Regions from separate parts of the Mus musculus genome. Here all the other regions are linked to region 1. A link is a contact called in public ChIA-PET data. All regions are on one chromosome and are shown on one strand. The core of a region is the stretch at or near the end of the contact, and the rest is flanking DNA. Distances in the headings are between cores, read along the strand shown. Region 1 overlaps Dipk1a (divergent protein kinase domain 1A). Region 2 overlaps Rpap2 (RNA polymerase II associated protein 2). Region 3 has its middle 16 kb from the start of 4930428O21Rik.

Region 1 (5,031 bases), core at 1,153-3,652:
CATAAGATCTTGTGGGTAACACTTCATATCCAACCATAATCGGCTCAGTCAGTGGCTTTGATTCCCATGTCCCTCCTCTTAAATTTATTAGACCACAAGTTTTAAAGAGTTATCCAGGGCTATAGAGATGGCTCAGCGGTTAAGAGCACTGACTGCTCTTCCAAAAGGTCCTGAGTTCAAATCCCAGCAACCACACGGTGGCTCACAACCATCTGTAATGAGAGCCAATGACCTCTTCTGGTGTGTCTGAAGGTAGTATACTCACATAAAATAATTTTTTTTTAAAAAAAGAATCACCCAGAGTTTACAAATGAAGATTTTTCTTTGTCATTGTATTTTTGTTTGTTTGTTTTAAGACAGGGTTTCTTTGTGTAGCCCTGGCTGTCCTGGAACTTGCTCAATAGACCAGGCTGGCATTGAACTCAGAGATCTGCTTGCCTCTGTTTCCAGAGTGCTGGGATCAAAGGCATTCTCTACTATTGCTTAGTAGATTTTAAACCAGTTCTATTTTTTTTTTGTGACTCTAGAACTTAAAGTACATAATTATTTATTTATTCGAGTATTTTCAGATACAGTCCTACTATATAGCCTAGGAAGGCTGTGAACTCATAATCCTAACACACAATCTGTTTGAAAGCTATTATGAGGGTCAACTGAGATGGATGAGCAGGTAAAGGCACTTGCTAAGCCACACCAGCAACCTCAAGCTTAATCCCCAGGACCAATGTAAAGGTGGAAGAAGATAAGCAGCTCCACAAGATTGTCCTCCCCGGACCTTCCTGTGCCTGTGGCATGCATGTCCCAGCACACACATTATGCGCACACATACACATACACAACTGCCATCACCACCACTAGGTAAAATAAGACTAGCATGAGCCAGGCATGTTGTTTCATACCTGTAATTCCAGCACTGAAAAAGCTGAGACAGAGTTGCCACAGTTCACATTCAGCCAGGGCAACAGAGTGAATCCCAGGCTAGCTTGAGTGAAATTCTGTCTGAAACAAAACCCAAAGCCAAACAAAAACTGGCCATACAAGGTCTTACAAAGGTTATACGGAATAGGGAAGAGTCTATGGTTCAAGCCTTTGAGATAACTAAGATGAAAAGTGTTTATTAAAGACGTGAACATTATTTTCTTTTTGGCTACATAAATTAACCCATCCATTGCAGGCTAGGCAAGTCTCAGATGGAAGCACTTTTACTGGTCTTTCAGTACCTTGAGTCTTCTGATGGCAGACTTGAGTTTGACAGTAGAGAGATATTATAGGTCCAGCCCTTGTTTTCTGTCACGGAGCCACAGTGCCCCATGCTATTGGCTCGTCTCCTCATCGTGGTCTTGCCATGGATGGGACAAGTGTACTTGGTGTGCTAGCTGATCTCTCTGCTTCACCATTTGGCAGGCAGTACTGCTTGGTAGACAGGTTTAGCAGTTACTGAGCTGACACCAGGCATCTGTGTGATTGGGGGTAAATGACCTGGGCTTTCTGCTTTAGTTTGCTTGCCAGTAGCATACAGGAACAGGACAGAGTTATGCCCTCTCTTCAGTAAATAATCCTCATTAGTGCTGAGTGTGAGAAGTTAGGCAGGGCAAGTTCGTTGTCAGAAGTCTTTGGGCATGAGGCCGTCTGCACCTGATATCCTTCATCTTGACACTGCTAAGGAACCACAGTCAGCCAGCGATCAATTTCCAACAGCCGCCGTTGTCCGCACATAGCATGCTGGAGGAAAGCCAGAATTTATTTTTGCCAGAAACTCTCTTGGCAAATGGGTTTCCCTAGAGACGGCTGTTTAATTTTGTGGTGTGGCGAATGGTTTGGTGGAAAAGAAGAGGAACGCAGGGTGCTTATTTGTTCCATAACTACCTGTGTCTCAAGACACTCTGAGGGGGAGGGGAGCTGAGGTGGAAAGAAGGGCTGAGAAATCTCACGCTGAAATGCGTTTGAACTATGCATATGCACTTATACAAACTAAAACTTTGCCTACAGCGCATTGCCACATCCTACAGTCTGTGTTGCTGCAATAGCTCCCTCACTAGTTTCTCTGTCCTCGAGTTCCTTTCAAAGCTTCCACACTCACATCTAAAATAACAGTTTTACCAGGCTATGTTCATTCATTCATTTATTTAGGAATCTTACAACTTTTTTATTCTCATTATTGTCAAACATCTAAAGTTAATTAAGCAAACATTGTAAGCATCTAAGTGTAAGTTGCTGTGAAAAGGTAAAAGTGAGTAAGATGTAGCTTCTGAAGGTGTATAATATCAACATTATTGCTACCCTCCCCAGGACCTTTTCCATTTGAAAGTTGGTTCTACTTCACCGCATTCTGCTTAAGCACGCTGGGGTTATGCTGAGGTTATCTCCACACCGCCAGGCTCCGCTCCGCGGGCAGTTTTCAGTCCTAACAGCACGTGGCTTTGCTATAGCTTTGTATATTGCTGACTAGGCTCAGGCATTGGATCACATAGTCCCCATCCCTAGCTGGGATGCTGTCTAGGGAAGTTTAAGAAGTGCCCCCTTGCTGCAGGAAGTTTGTCACTGGCACCGCCTTTGAGAGTGTGTAGTGTTGCTCTGTTCTAGTCCACTTTCTGTTTCTTGCTTGTAGTCGAGATGTGCTCCGTCAGCTTCCTGCTCCTGCCCCCTTGCCCGCCGCCTGCTGCCATGTCTCCCCACCGTGGTGACTCATATCCCTGTGGAGCCATAAGCCCAAATAAACTTCTATCAATTGCTTTGATCATGGTGTTTTATCACACCAACAGAAAGGTAACTAATACATTGACCATGCTTGTCTCCAGAGTTCTTAGGTAAAGAAATTACTCATACTTTCCATTTGTTCTTGGAATTTTTAAAGGAACAAAGCATAGGTTTTTGTCCATCTTTAATTTTGGTCCCTTCCCTATCCTAAATTGGATTCCAGCTTACTATCTGGCCACGGATGGCCTAGAATTCCTAATCCTTCTGGCCCTACAATTTTTGGGATTTTTGGGATTACAGAAATGTGTCGCCGTACCTGGATATTTTAGGTTGTTTTCTGTGTTATTCGTTTCTGTCTTTATTATTTTCTCCTTTTTTTTGGTTTTGTTTTTTGTCTTTTTTTGGCTTGCTGAGCTGTATGTCTTTAAAGATTTATTTATTTTTATTTTGTGCATAGAAGTGTTTTGCCTGAATCTATGTGTGTCTGCATTAACCATGGAGGCCAGAAAAGGGTGTTGGATCCCTATAGCTGGGGTCATAGATGGTTGTGAGCCACATAGTGGTGCTGGGACAGAATTTTTACAAAGTCCTTTTTCAAGAGCAGCCAGTGCTCTTTAGCTCCAAGCCATCTCTCCTGCGCTTTTAATTTTTTGAGAAAGATCTGTATTTGTGTGTGTGTGTCCCCTACACACGTACAGGTGGTGATGGAGGCCAGAGGAGTGCTGGATCTGTGAGACTGGCAGGCGTTATAGAAAATTGTGGGCTGTCTGACAGAGGTGCTGGGAATTGAACCTAGGCCTCTGAAAGAGCAGTTAAGGCTTTTAAAGCTGGGCCATCTCTCCAGCCCTTACCTCTAAATTAAAAAAATTTTTTTTTTTTTTGGCAGCAGTTTAAGATTTAATAGAACCGAGTAAACTGCAGGGTCTGTTACTCTGTATCCCCACAGATTCAGTCTTTCTCACTGTCAGCATGCAGCACAGTAGTGGTTACAGTCCATCAGGTCAGTCAGCCTGCATTGACATCAGGCCACTTATCTCCTTCCGCTCACCCACGTTGTCTGGCTATCTCTTTATCGCCTCCACATTTCTGCTGTTCTAGATATCCTGCTGTTAGACTAGCACAGTATGTAGCCCGCCTGTTCAGGTTGGCTTTTTACATAATAATATGCATTAAATTATTTTTTCCCTGTGCTGAGGTCCTCATGAAAGATAGATAATCACTCTGCCACCAGTCCACCCTGCCCCCAGTCAGAGTAATATGACTTAAGATCCCTTCATGTCTTAAATTTTTTAATATTTATTTATTCTATGTATGTGTGCAGCAGTCATACCACAGTACACATATGGTGGTCAGAGACTGACATCTGGGAGTTCTTTCCTTCCACCATGTAGGTTTTAGGACTTGAACTCTAGTGGCCAAGCTTGGTCACAAGTGCCTTTACACACTGAGCCTTCTCATAGGCCCCAAGTTTCTCCTATGTCTAGATATTTTATTTCTTGTTGTTGCTGAGTAAGTAACATTCTTTTGGGTAAGTGTACCACAGTTTAGATTTGTATACATGAAGGCAAAATACTCATATGCATAAAGAATAAAAATAAATATGTAAAAACAGTTAAAAGAAAACATGGATAAGTGGGGGCTGTTGTATATAATGTATATTTCATTCAAAGAATCTATAGACCAGTAAGGGAAGTAAGCACACACTTGGAGAGATACTTGTTAGGTCAGGGGTATATATAGAGTATTGTAGAACCCTAATAATGGGCATCACAGTGAGCCACGTTTCAGTATGTAGCTTAGGCTGCCCTTGAACTTGTGTCATTCCTCCTGATTCTGTCACCTTAATTCTGGCATTACAAGGTATGCTGCAAAGCTTGGCTGTAATAAAGGATTTGGAACCAAAGGTTTAGACCTTCAGGAAATGAAGAACAAGGTAAAGAGTCGATGGGGGAAGTGACTGATGACTAAGGATGTTGAACATTTTTTTAGGTGCTTCTCAGCCATTCATATTCCTCGGTTGAGAATTCTTTGTTTAGCTCTGTACCCCATTTTTAAAGTAGGGTTATTTGGTTCTTTGGGGTCTAACTTCTTAAGTTCTTTATATATTGGATATTAGCCCTCTATCAGATGTAGAGTTGGTAAAAATCTTTTCCCAATCTGTTGGTGGCCTTTTTGTCTTATTGACAGTGTCCTTTGCCTTACAGAAGCTTTGCAATTTTATGAGGTCCCATTTATCAATTCTTGATCTTACAGCACAAGCCATTGCTGTTCTTTTCAGGAATTTTTCCCCTGTGTCCCTATGTTCAAGGCTTTTCCCCACTTTCTCCTTTATAA
Region 2 (5,031 bases), core at 637-3,136, 310 kb after region 1:
ATGGCCTGGCTTTACCTTCCTTTCATGGTCATCCATCTGGTGCCATGGATCTACTCCTATTTCAACCCCTGCTTCGTTTGTGCTGCCATTGAGCTTCTGGACACAGTGAAACAGAGCGCCTCAGAATACAGAGACTGTCTAAAGTCACTACTTCAAAACTACAACAAACCCAAAGACTGAACTAGGGAATGAACAAAGAGGAAGCACTTCTAAGTTATCTGTGAAGTACACCTGCAGGATCTTATCAAGTGCTTACCCCACTTTTGTTAAACCGACTTTCTAGGCCCATGTATATATTTTCTCTCCTTTTTGACATAGGCTACGTTGCCCAGACTAATTCTGATTCCAGGACTCAAGTGATCTTTCTGCCTCAGCTTCCCAAGAATACAGGTATGTGCTCTACCCTCAGTTTAAATTATCCTGTTCAATCTTTTTCATTAAAAATAACCCATCATGGTCTGCAACCCTATAGGTAGAACAACAATATGAACTAACCAGTACCCCCAAAGCTTGTGTCTCTAGCTGCATATGTATCAGAAGATGGCCTAGTCGGCCATCATTGGGAAGAGGCCCCTTGGTCTTGCAAACTTTATATGCCCCAGTACAGGGGAACGCCCAGGGCCAAGAAGTGGGAGTGAGTGGGTAGGGGAGTGGTGGGGGGGAAGGGTATGGGGGACTTTTGGGATAGCATTTGAAATGTAAATGAAGAAAATACCTAATAAAAAATTAAAAAAAAAACCCATCACGCATTGAAAGAACTGAAGTAACTATTTTAACCTTCAAACTTCTAATAGTGGATACCAAAGAAAACAATGAACTGAAAAACTTCTTAAGATATAGCAACACATCAGAGTTGATATTTGACAATGTGTTTTCTATCTTTAAAGTCACTGGTAGAGAATGTGGATAGCAGTGAATGTTTTAAAAGTTAATACATAAAGTCTGTGAGGGCAGAGGGGACAGTAGCAGGACTGCAGGTGACACTTCGAAGAAAACAGGTACTGCAAACTCATTAACCTATAAAATCAAAAGCAGGAAGAGACTTCTCAGGGAGACTCCAGGGAAAACACAGGGACATCTGAAGCTGGTTCTTTACTGTGTGGCAAACAACAAAGCAAAGCCAAGTGTCAGACAGCATCCCCCTGACACGCCCTTTAGCCCACTGCTCCACATATGTTACACATCAAACGGAGAGAACACGTCAGGTTAGGACAGGCCATTTGTTGTTCTAACACCTGCTTAACAGGAACTATGTGCAGTGCTAGGAAGAGCTTCAAAGTATGGGCATGACTACTGAGGGATCTTTGATAGAACATTAGAGTCAAGGACTCGGAGCTGTGAAAATGGCTCACTGAGACTCAGAAGACCCAGCGGTCTGGGTTTGCATCCTGTCCCCAGACAGAGAGCCACATAAAGAGTCCAAGTTTTGGTTTATTGAACAATTAGAATTAAATAGCAGATTCAATGCTGTGTTATCCATCTGTACGGCAGTGAAAGTCAGTAGCAGGCTAGGATTTTCAGTGCTCTCCTCCTTTCCGATTCCTACCGCGGCAGTCATGGCACCACATTAAAGCACCAGGGCCTCCACTTGGAAACTCCTAGAACACTGTAGATCACGGTGGTCTGAATGATCACTTCTTAAACATCTAGGGCACCTGCATCAGTGATATCCCAGAACTCCACCCTCAACACTGAAGCAGGAGCACTGTCTCCTAGGGAGTTTTCTGAGAGCAGGTGGGCTGTTGCAAATGGTACTGGACAACCATCTCCCTCACGTACAAGTGATCTAAGTGAAGAAAGAGCTGTGACAAGGTCTGTGAGAGTAAATGTCACCAGAAAGCACAGTATGGTTATGGGTGGAGGAAGGACAGGAAACAAAAAGCCACACTTTAACCTATCAGATTTGAGAAATTACTGGGTTCATACAGAGTTCTGCTGCAGGGTGGGAATCCACTCTGTTGCTCACCAGGCACAAAGGCCATGAAGATACAGTGACTATATCCCTTGCCCCTCCTATCTTCTCTTAGAGCTAGGAAGGAGGGGGTATGAGGGAATTTTCTGCCTAAAATAAAGACAGACTATGTTTATATATTCTGTGCTTATCATGCCAGCAATGTAAATAGATACATGAAGCCTGAAGTGGAGGCTCACATCTGTGATCCCAGCATTTTTGAGGCTGGGGTATGAGGACTACCACAAGTTCTAAGCTAGCCTGGGTTCAGGATAAGACCCTATTTTTAAGTCCTAAATAACAAGTACAATACCTGACAGTCTATGGGAACAGACTCAAATGAAAGCAAAGAAAGTCTTAGGTTTCATAGGTTTACCTACATTTAAAATGAGATAGGGTCTCACTACAAAGCTCAGTCTCCTGCCTTGGCCTCGTGAATGCTGGGTTACAGGCATGATGCTTGGCTGAAGTGCTTCACTAAGAATGGTGCTGGTAAAAATCTAAAGCAAGTTTAACTGTGGCACTCTAAAGAAGTTAGAGTTCTCAAATGTGACTCAGCACCAGACTATCTTGTTCTAAAAACTGAGCCAGGATCTACCCTTCTCTCCAGAACTAAATGACAGAGGACTAACCGGAATATCTGTCCTTATCACCCTATACTCACACTCAAAGAAACAAAACACTGGCTCCCTGTGACCCAGAACACAGAAGCTCAAGATGCCATGTCTTCAGAAAGCCGAGGGCTCACAGAAACCCCAGATGTTATGCAAAACATCTTCCTCAGAAATGAAAAAGAAATCAGGTATATGTTTTTCAGAAGGAATCCTGCCTGTATATTTAGGGCTCTTCAGAATATAAATAGTTGGAATTTCAAATTTTAGGTTTCATATTTAACATAAACTTACTTTTTTTTTCTTTTCTTTTTCCTTCTTGAGACAGGGTCAGTCTCTATGTAGCCCAGGCTGGTCTGGAACTCAGAGATCTGCCTGCCTCTGCCTCCTGAGTACTGGGGTTACAAGTGTGCCACTGGCCTGCACCTTCAACTCCCTTTACTGTGTTGCTTCTTGAACAGAGACAGAAAGTCTAATGCTAACAGGGAGGGAGCCCACAAACATTTGTCTAGCCTGTGGATCAGACTTCCTCCCCACAAGAAAACAACAATCAGCTGGGCTAAAAGTCCAGAAAGTCACCATGCTGCAGAGCCTCCTCCTTTCTATAAGATAACACAGGTTAGGCCATGTGCTGTGGCAACTGCTGCACGCTACTTTTGCTGACCCGACAAGGAAACAAACACAGAGAGGTTAGAGCCGAGTGTCATTCAGCCACTTCACAGTGGGCTGTAGAAATGTACCATTCTCTTGCAGACCCCAGCCGGTCCCAAACACAAGTCAGTGATTTACGACTTTCTAAAAAGATTCTTTTTAAAATGAGACTAACTTGTTGGTCTTTCTGTGAAGTTGCAGCAGGTGTCAACTCCAAGATGAGGCCCAAGCGACTCTCTTAAGGTCATGTAAGTGGGGAACAGACGAGCAGATAACCCCAGAAGCATCCCCACAGTCTGCACTTCTAACCACGAGACCACAGCAGCTCACACATCTGATTCATTTTAAGAACCGAGCAGGTCTCATGATTTTCAAAGGCCATTTGTGTATGCTCTTCAAATAAAGCATGGGGTCTGCCATTACAAAGTAAATGTGCTAATGAAGTGATGCTAACACACCCTTCTACTGTGTGCCACAGCCTAAGCCAGCCTGTCACACACAGCTCAGTCAACCTTACTGAGACCAAATCTTTTGGGTTCAAACTCCATCTTAGATAACCTGACCTAAGATTGAACTCAAGTTAATTAACAGGCCAGTACCTAGCACCATTTCCCAGGTTGGGGGACCCCAACAAGACCTGCGTCTAGCACCAGTTTCCAGATCATTCCTCAACAAATCTACACCCCCAGGTTAAAAGCCTGCCTCTGACACTTCACTTCCTAACCACCACTAATCAGGAAAAAAACATAGGTTAAGCCAATTATGTTAAAGGCCACAATGGCCCCCCAATCAGATGTGTACCAGGCTAGATACCCCCTTCTTGTCTCTATAAATGCTTGCCTGAAACTAAAATTTAAGGATGTCCCCCCAGTTCTCCTCCGTTAGAGACAGTGGTGTGGCCTAAACTAGTGCTTGAATAGACTCTAATTCGATTGCATCGGAATTGACTCCTTTATGGACTTTAGGGGTTCACAAACGCTACCTGGCACAACATTTGTACTCAGCACCCAGTAAACCTGAGGTAAGACAATGATTCTTGGTTCTTTGTGTACAATTAGCCCCTTAGGAAATGAAAAAACAAAATTTCTATTTAGGCAAAGATCAGGAAATCAAAATTGGTGTAACAATCAATAGTAAATATATTTTTTAAAGTTCCTGATGTGATTCTAATGGGCAGCCAGGATAAAGAAACAATAATTCAGAGTTCCCCTGGAACTCTGATTTTAACTGGATCTGTGGTGTGGCCTGGGCTGTCTTTGAACTCTCTACTGTCTTTTGTAGTTCTCTGATCTTAGCCTGAGTAGCTGGAAATCTAGTCAAATACACTTATCCTGCATTCTGAATTGAATTAGTGGTTAAATATAACTGTGTTGAAGCTGTGGGTTAAGTGCTACCACATCCTAGCTGCTCACAAGTTGCTGAGAGAAACTGAAAAATAAAGGGAATCTTTTTACAAGTCGTAGTCACAGGCGACTAGACACGGGAGGTGAGGCTGTGACCCTGAACAAGAGCTTTCAGTGCATGTCAGACATGTAAATTAAAGTGTCATCCATAGAGCTACCAGATGCTTGAGGGAGACACAGTCAGTGACATGATAAAGAGAAATGTTAGGAGAGACGATGAGGCCACATCAAGGATATCTGGCAGGAAAGTCACTAGATATCTAAAAACATTAATTTGTTCTTATGAAATTTTGTGCATTGTCTTAGTCAGGGTTTCTATTCCTGCACAAACACCATGACCAAGAAGCAAGTTGGGGAGGAAAGGGTTTATTCAGCTTACACTTCCATACTGCTGTTCATCATCAAAGGAAGTCAG
Region 3 (5,031 bases), core at 1,044-3,543, 270 kb after region 1:
AGAACAAACGATTTCAAAGTGATGAAATGAAAACCCAATGTAGACTGCCATTCAGAACTTCACTGATCCCGTGATGTCGTCTTTAACATTTAAACACATCCAGCTGGGCACTGTGGTGTATGCCTGTAATCCCAGCACTGAGGATGAGACAGGAGGATTAAAACACTGGCCTGGGCTATGCAGCAAAACATTAAAACCTCCTATACATACTTAGTTTTTCGTCAGAATATATTGATGGTATATATAATGAAAATATTGCCTATTTCATAAAAGGGGATCAGACTTGGGCTGTGCAGTTCCTTAGCTCAATAAATGACAGAACTAGGAAAACTAGGAAAGTACCTCCAAGAACTGGCATTATATCTGAGACTTTAGAGAACTCTGCAAAGAGCAGAAGATAGAGGTGGAAATGTGCAGAGGCCTCGGGGTGGTGAGGTGGTAGGCATTGGTATTCTTGTGTTACAAGAAGAGAAAGGGTACAGTTAGATATTAAGAATAACCAGCTATGGGACTTGAGAAATGGCTCAGTGGTTAAGAGCACTGACTGCTCTTCTGAAGGTCTTGAGTTCAAATCCCAGCAACCACATGGTGGCTCACAATCATCCGTAATGAGATCTGACACCCTCTTCTGGAGTGTCTGAAGACAGCTATAGTGTACTTACATTTAATAATAAATAAATCTTGAAAAAAAAAGAATATCCAGCTATAAAGACCCCATCATACCAAGAACCTCATTCTACAGACCCAGGGAAAGGAAGCCTTCCCAGCTTCCTAGGAGTGGAGATGGGCATAGACCTCAAACTCCTTTGCCTCTTGCTTGGGCTTCTGGAAAGCTGATCAGCTAACAGGAGCCTGGAATTCCAGGTGAGAGGTTGCCAGTGGCCTCAGAATAGAGGCCGTCTTGCACAGGCTGTGTGCTGAAAAGGCGAGGCAGGAGCTAATAGGCGATTTTTATAGCAAGTGACTTAGAAGCTGGAGTTACCATTTTGGTAACTCTAGTTTTCATATTACAGGGCTTATGTTAACACAGAGAAGCAAGGGTCGGGAGGAGACGAACAGGGGTCAGCCAGATGGTTCAGCATTGCTTGCTCCTCATCCTAAGGACCTGAGTTTGATTCCCAGAACCACAATGCGGAAGGAGAAAACGGACTCCTAAAAGTTGTCTTCTGATATGCATACATACACAATAACTAAGTGTTTTTAAAATGTAAAAAGCATCAACGAAAAACCCAATAAACCAACCAGGAGCTGAGGAATTTGTAGTTCAGTGTCAGAGTTTATGGTTATTTGATATGCACTAGAACCTGGTTTTATCCCTAACACTAACGAATAAAATCGTCAGCTTTCAATTTTACCATTAAACAGGAGAGGACTAGACACAGATTACGATTTTCTGAAGACCACTAACTAGGATTGGGGAATTCTCTGGAGTGGAGCTCAGCTTGCCTCCTGTGAGTGTGTTTCTGCCTGTGTCAGGGTAGCGCCATCCACTGAGGCCACACCCCTGATATATCTTTTATTTATTTATTTTTACAGGGAGGAGTTATTTGTTCTTGCTCATGCCTTGTATTTTCTTTATGTTCGAAGATGTCATCAAATGATCCCCTTTGGATTCTTCGCTAAAGGTTTGTGGAGTTGCATTTGAAGTCTTCCCTCACAAACAGCTTGTTTCAACACTACCATGGCACTAACCGATCCGTGAGAAGCTCACTCACTGTCACAAAGCAGCCCTGGAAGGTAGTGAGTCTCATGGCCCTCACTCGCAGGTTGTCCACTGTAAACGGAGCTAGTGAACCCTGCTAGCCAGTGCGCTGGCAGGACAGCCCAGCAGCTGGCTTTCAGAAGGGACCTGAGCATCGCTCCCACTTGGATTTCTCAGACTTGTCAGTTCGCAAGTGTTCTTTCTTTAGCCAAGAAAGACAAAACCACCTCCGGGTGTACTGCCCCAGGGCTGTTTTGAGAGCATTTCTAAGAGCCTCTAAGGAAGGTGTATATCCACATCTCTGATTTATGTAAAACGATCCGCCCCAAACCAAAACAGACCCTTTGCCTCCGCGGTCTGGCCTGCTTCCCAGCTGTTGGCATTCTCCGGAATCACTCGCAGCACCGGCTGCTCCACCAGAGCTGGCGCAAAGTCAACAGCTCCGCCAGGCAGGCGCCCCACCCGCCATTTGATTTTGTTAAATCACTCCTTTGGCTAATATTTCAGGGACAGACACGCGACGCATCTGGCTCCGGCTAGATATTTTCAGTCTCTCGGATCCCAAGGTAAATATTTGCAGGGTCGATGGCTGCAAAGTAGGCGGGCGTGAAGCGGGGCGGGTCCCCAGCTTCCACTCAAGGCCGGCGCAGCTGCTGCAGCGCCCCGCCCCTTCTCCCACGCCCCGCCCACTTCCCCCATGAGCCCCAGCGCGGCCCGCTCGTAGCTTCGTGTGTGCAGCGCATGGCTGGACTTCAGCTTCCGCGAGGCTGGTTTCGAGGTGAGGCGCGCGTGATGCCCCGTTGCCATCCTGTAAAGCTCGTGCTTGCACTTTTGTTTATTTTCAGTTTTATTTTTAGCAGATATTGTTTCTGTTCTCCCCCCCCCCCAACCTCTGCTAGGCAAGTACACGTGGTCACGTGTGGAGTCAGGAGGAAGGGTAAGGAGGCTTCGGAGAACCTGGGACAGGTTTGGTTTGAGGGGCCAGGTTTGTCTGAAGTACCCTCTGAGACTTCCTCCTGGGAAGAGATTCCATTGTGTCAGGATTTTCCTACACACGTGGGCACATTTTAGGAAGAGTTACAAAGTGGGCTTTGGTGCTAGGAAAAGGTGGATTAGGTCAAGGATATATTAGATATACATTTCTTTATTGTGGCAGGATAGCTTAGGTGTAAACAAAGGAGCCCATGTGGAGACCATGATGGGAAACCTCCAACCCTTGGTTTGGCCTACTCGAGACCTACAATTCTTTGGACATATAGTTCAAGTGAGCATTTAAAAGAACAGAAACCAAATATGTGGTAGCATGTTAAACACTCAGCCCTGCAGTGATATGCTTGTAATCTGTTGCTTTAATTTGTTTCCTCCCCCACTGAGTTGGAGGGCGGGACTACGGTGTGATGGATGATATTAGGGTTGTACAGCTGTAGAGTCAGATGCATCCTTATTTTAAATGCTCACATTTTGTTCATCGTGGCTCCTGTAAAATATTAACGATGTGCCTACTACACCCACCTAGGGAAGGGTATTCTTGAAAAGTGTTAGCAAAAGTCAATAAATAAAACCTTTACAAGTTCTCCTGAAATTAGAAATCAGATTGAATCCCAGGCATCCAGACTCCAGGCTTTGCCTTAAACCTGTGCAGAGTGGATGGATCTAGCTAGGCCATATAGATCTTTTTTGGCTGCAGCTAAAACATTTACTGGCAGCAGGATCAGATCCTACTCCTCGTGGTAGCTGGGTCCTCCCTTGGAGCCCCCTCTGCTGTCTTCTCTTACTGCTAATTGACTTCCTGAATCCCCACAGCAGCTGCTGGAAACCTTTCCAGCTCTTCCTGCTGTGGTTTGTGCTGGTGACCAGTTCCCATTTCCACCATCCTCACCTGGGACCTTCATCTCCAGATCCCCCCACTTCTTTATATTTTCAGGGTGTCCTTTCCCTCCCTAAGCTGAATTCTTCCTCAGCGCTCTGGCCATATTTTCCTCAAGGCTAATAATTTCTCCCAATCTCATCATCAACCTCTTTTAAGTTTTTTGTTTGTTTGTTTGTTTTGTTTTTTATGTAAGAGTCATGAATATTTTTAGTAAGAAACTTGGGGGAGCTTAGGGAGATGGCTCAGTTAGAAGAGAACTTGCCGTATAAACATGGATCCTGGAGTTTAGTTTGCCAGTACCCATATTAAAGACCAGGTGTAGTGTCATAGTTCTGTAATCCCAGTTCTGGGGGCAAAGACAAGCAGATCCTGGGGGCTTGGTGTCTAGCTGTCATGGTTTGAATATTCTTGGCCCAGGGAGTGGCACTATTAAGGAGGTGTGGCCCTGTTGAAGTAGGTGTAGCCTTGTTGGAATGTGTCACTGTGGGCGTGGGCTTTAAGACCCTCATCCTAGCTGCCTGGAAGCCAGTCTTCTCCTTGCAGCCTTCAGATGAAGATGTAGAACTCTCAGTTCCTCCTGCACCATGCCTGCCTGGATGCTGCCATGTTCCCGCCTTGATGATTGTGGACAGAACCTCTGAACCTGTAAGCCAGCCCCAATTAAATGTTGTCCTTATAAGAGTTGCCTTGGTTGATGGACCATCTAGAGACTGCCATATCCAGGGATCCATCCCATAATCAGCCTCCAAACGCTGACACCATTGCATATACTAGCAAGATTTTGCTGAAAGGACCCAGATATAGCTGTCTCTTGTGAGACTATGCCGGGGCCTAGCAAACACAGAAGTGGATGCTCACAGTCAGCTATTGGATGGATCACAGGGCCCCCAATGGAGGAGCTAGAGAAAGTACCCAAGGAGCTAAAGGGATCTGCAACCCTATAGGTGGAACAACATTATGAACTAACCAGTACCCCAGAGCTCTTGACTCTAGCTGCATATGTATCAAAAGATGGCTTAGTCGGCCATCACTGCAGAGAGAGGCCCATTGGACTTGCAAACTTTATATGCCTCAGTACAGGGGAACGCCAGGGCCAAAAAGTGGGAATGGGTGGGTAGGGGAGTGGGGGGAAGGGTATGGGGGACTTTTGGGATAGCATTGGAAATGTAAATGAGGAAAATACCTAATTTAAAAAAAGAGTTGCCTTGGTCATGGTGTCTGTTCACAGCAGTAAAACCTAGCTAAGACACTAGCCAACCCAGTTGAAACAAGAAGCTCCAAGTTGAGAGAGAGAGAGACCTGTCTACAAAAGCAGGAGGAGGAGCAATTGAGAAAGACAGCTTGTAGCTTCCTCCACAAGTGCCCTATGGGTGAACAAAGCAATGTACACATTGCAGACACAACACACACATACACACATCAGAGAAGTGTAAACACATGTTTTATAGACAGAATTACA

The links. ChIA-PET counts read pairs in DNA pulled down with a chosen protein or histone mark.
Region 2: an RNA polymerase II ChIA-PET map of effector CD8 T cells shows a contact between it and region 1, with 8 read pairs. The contact joins two enhancer-like sites. A contact is called at or near these places in 3 of 115 datasets of contacts at active chromatin or transcription factors (effector CD8 T cells, embryonic stem cells and memory CD8 T cells).
Region 3: an RNA polymerase II ChIA-PET map of effector CD8 T cells shows a contact between it and region 1, with 9 read pairs. The contact joins two enhancer-like sites. A contact is called at or near these places in 3 of 115 datasets of contacts at active chromatin or transcription factors (effector CD8 T cells, pancreatic cancer cells and thymic regulatory T cells).

Annotation. Positions count from the first base shown.
Region 1 is chr5:107,958,487-107,963,517 of GRCm38.p6, reverse strand. The region is part of intron 1 of Dipk1a (divergent protein kinase domain 1A); the gene reads left to right. Among named protein-coding and RNA genes, the nearest start is that of Dipk1a, 26 kb to the left of the region's middle. Within about 2 kb of position 2,402, at least 156 of the 459 cell types and tissues checked have an H3K27ac peak or open chromatin away from gene starts, as enhancers often do. A contact at or near this core is called in effector CD8 T cells, memory CD8 T cells and thymic regulatory T cells, where this site is marked.
Region 2 is chr5:107,647,451-107,652,481 of GRCm38.p6, reverse strand. The region is part of intron 11 of Rpap2 (RNA polymerase II associated protein 2); the gene reads right to left. Among named protein-coding and RNA genes, the nearest start is that of A930041C12Rik, 16 kb to the right of the region's middle. Within about 2 kb of position 1,886, at least 39 of the 459 cell types and tissues checked have an H3K27ac peak or open chromatin away from gene starts, as enhancers often do. A contact at or near this core is called in effector CD8 T cells and memory CD8 T cells, where this site is marked.
Region 3 is chr5:107,685,398-107,690,428 of GRCm38.p6, reverse strand. No RefSeq gene overlaps it. Among named protein-coding and RNA genes, the nearest start is that of 4930428O21Rik, 16 kb to the left of the region's middle. RefSeq lists an enhancer at 1,440-3,667. Within about 2 kb of position 2,293, at least 218 of the 459 cell types and tissues checked have an H3K27ac peak or open chromatin away from gene starts, as enhancers often do. A contact at or near this core is called in effector CD8 T cells and thymic regulatory T cells, where this site is marked.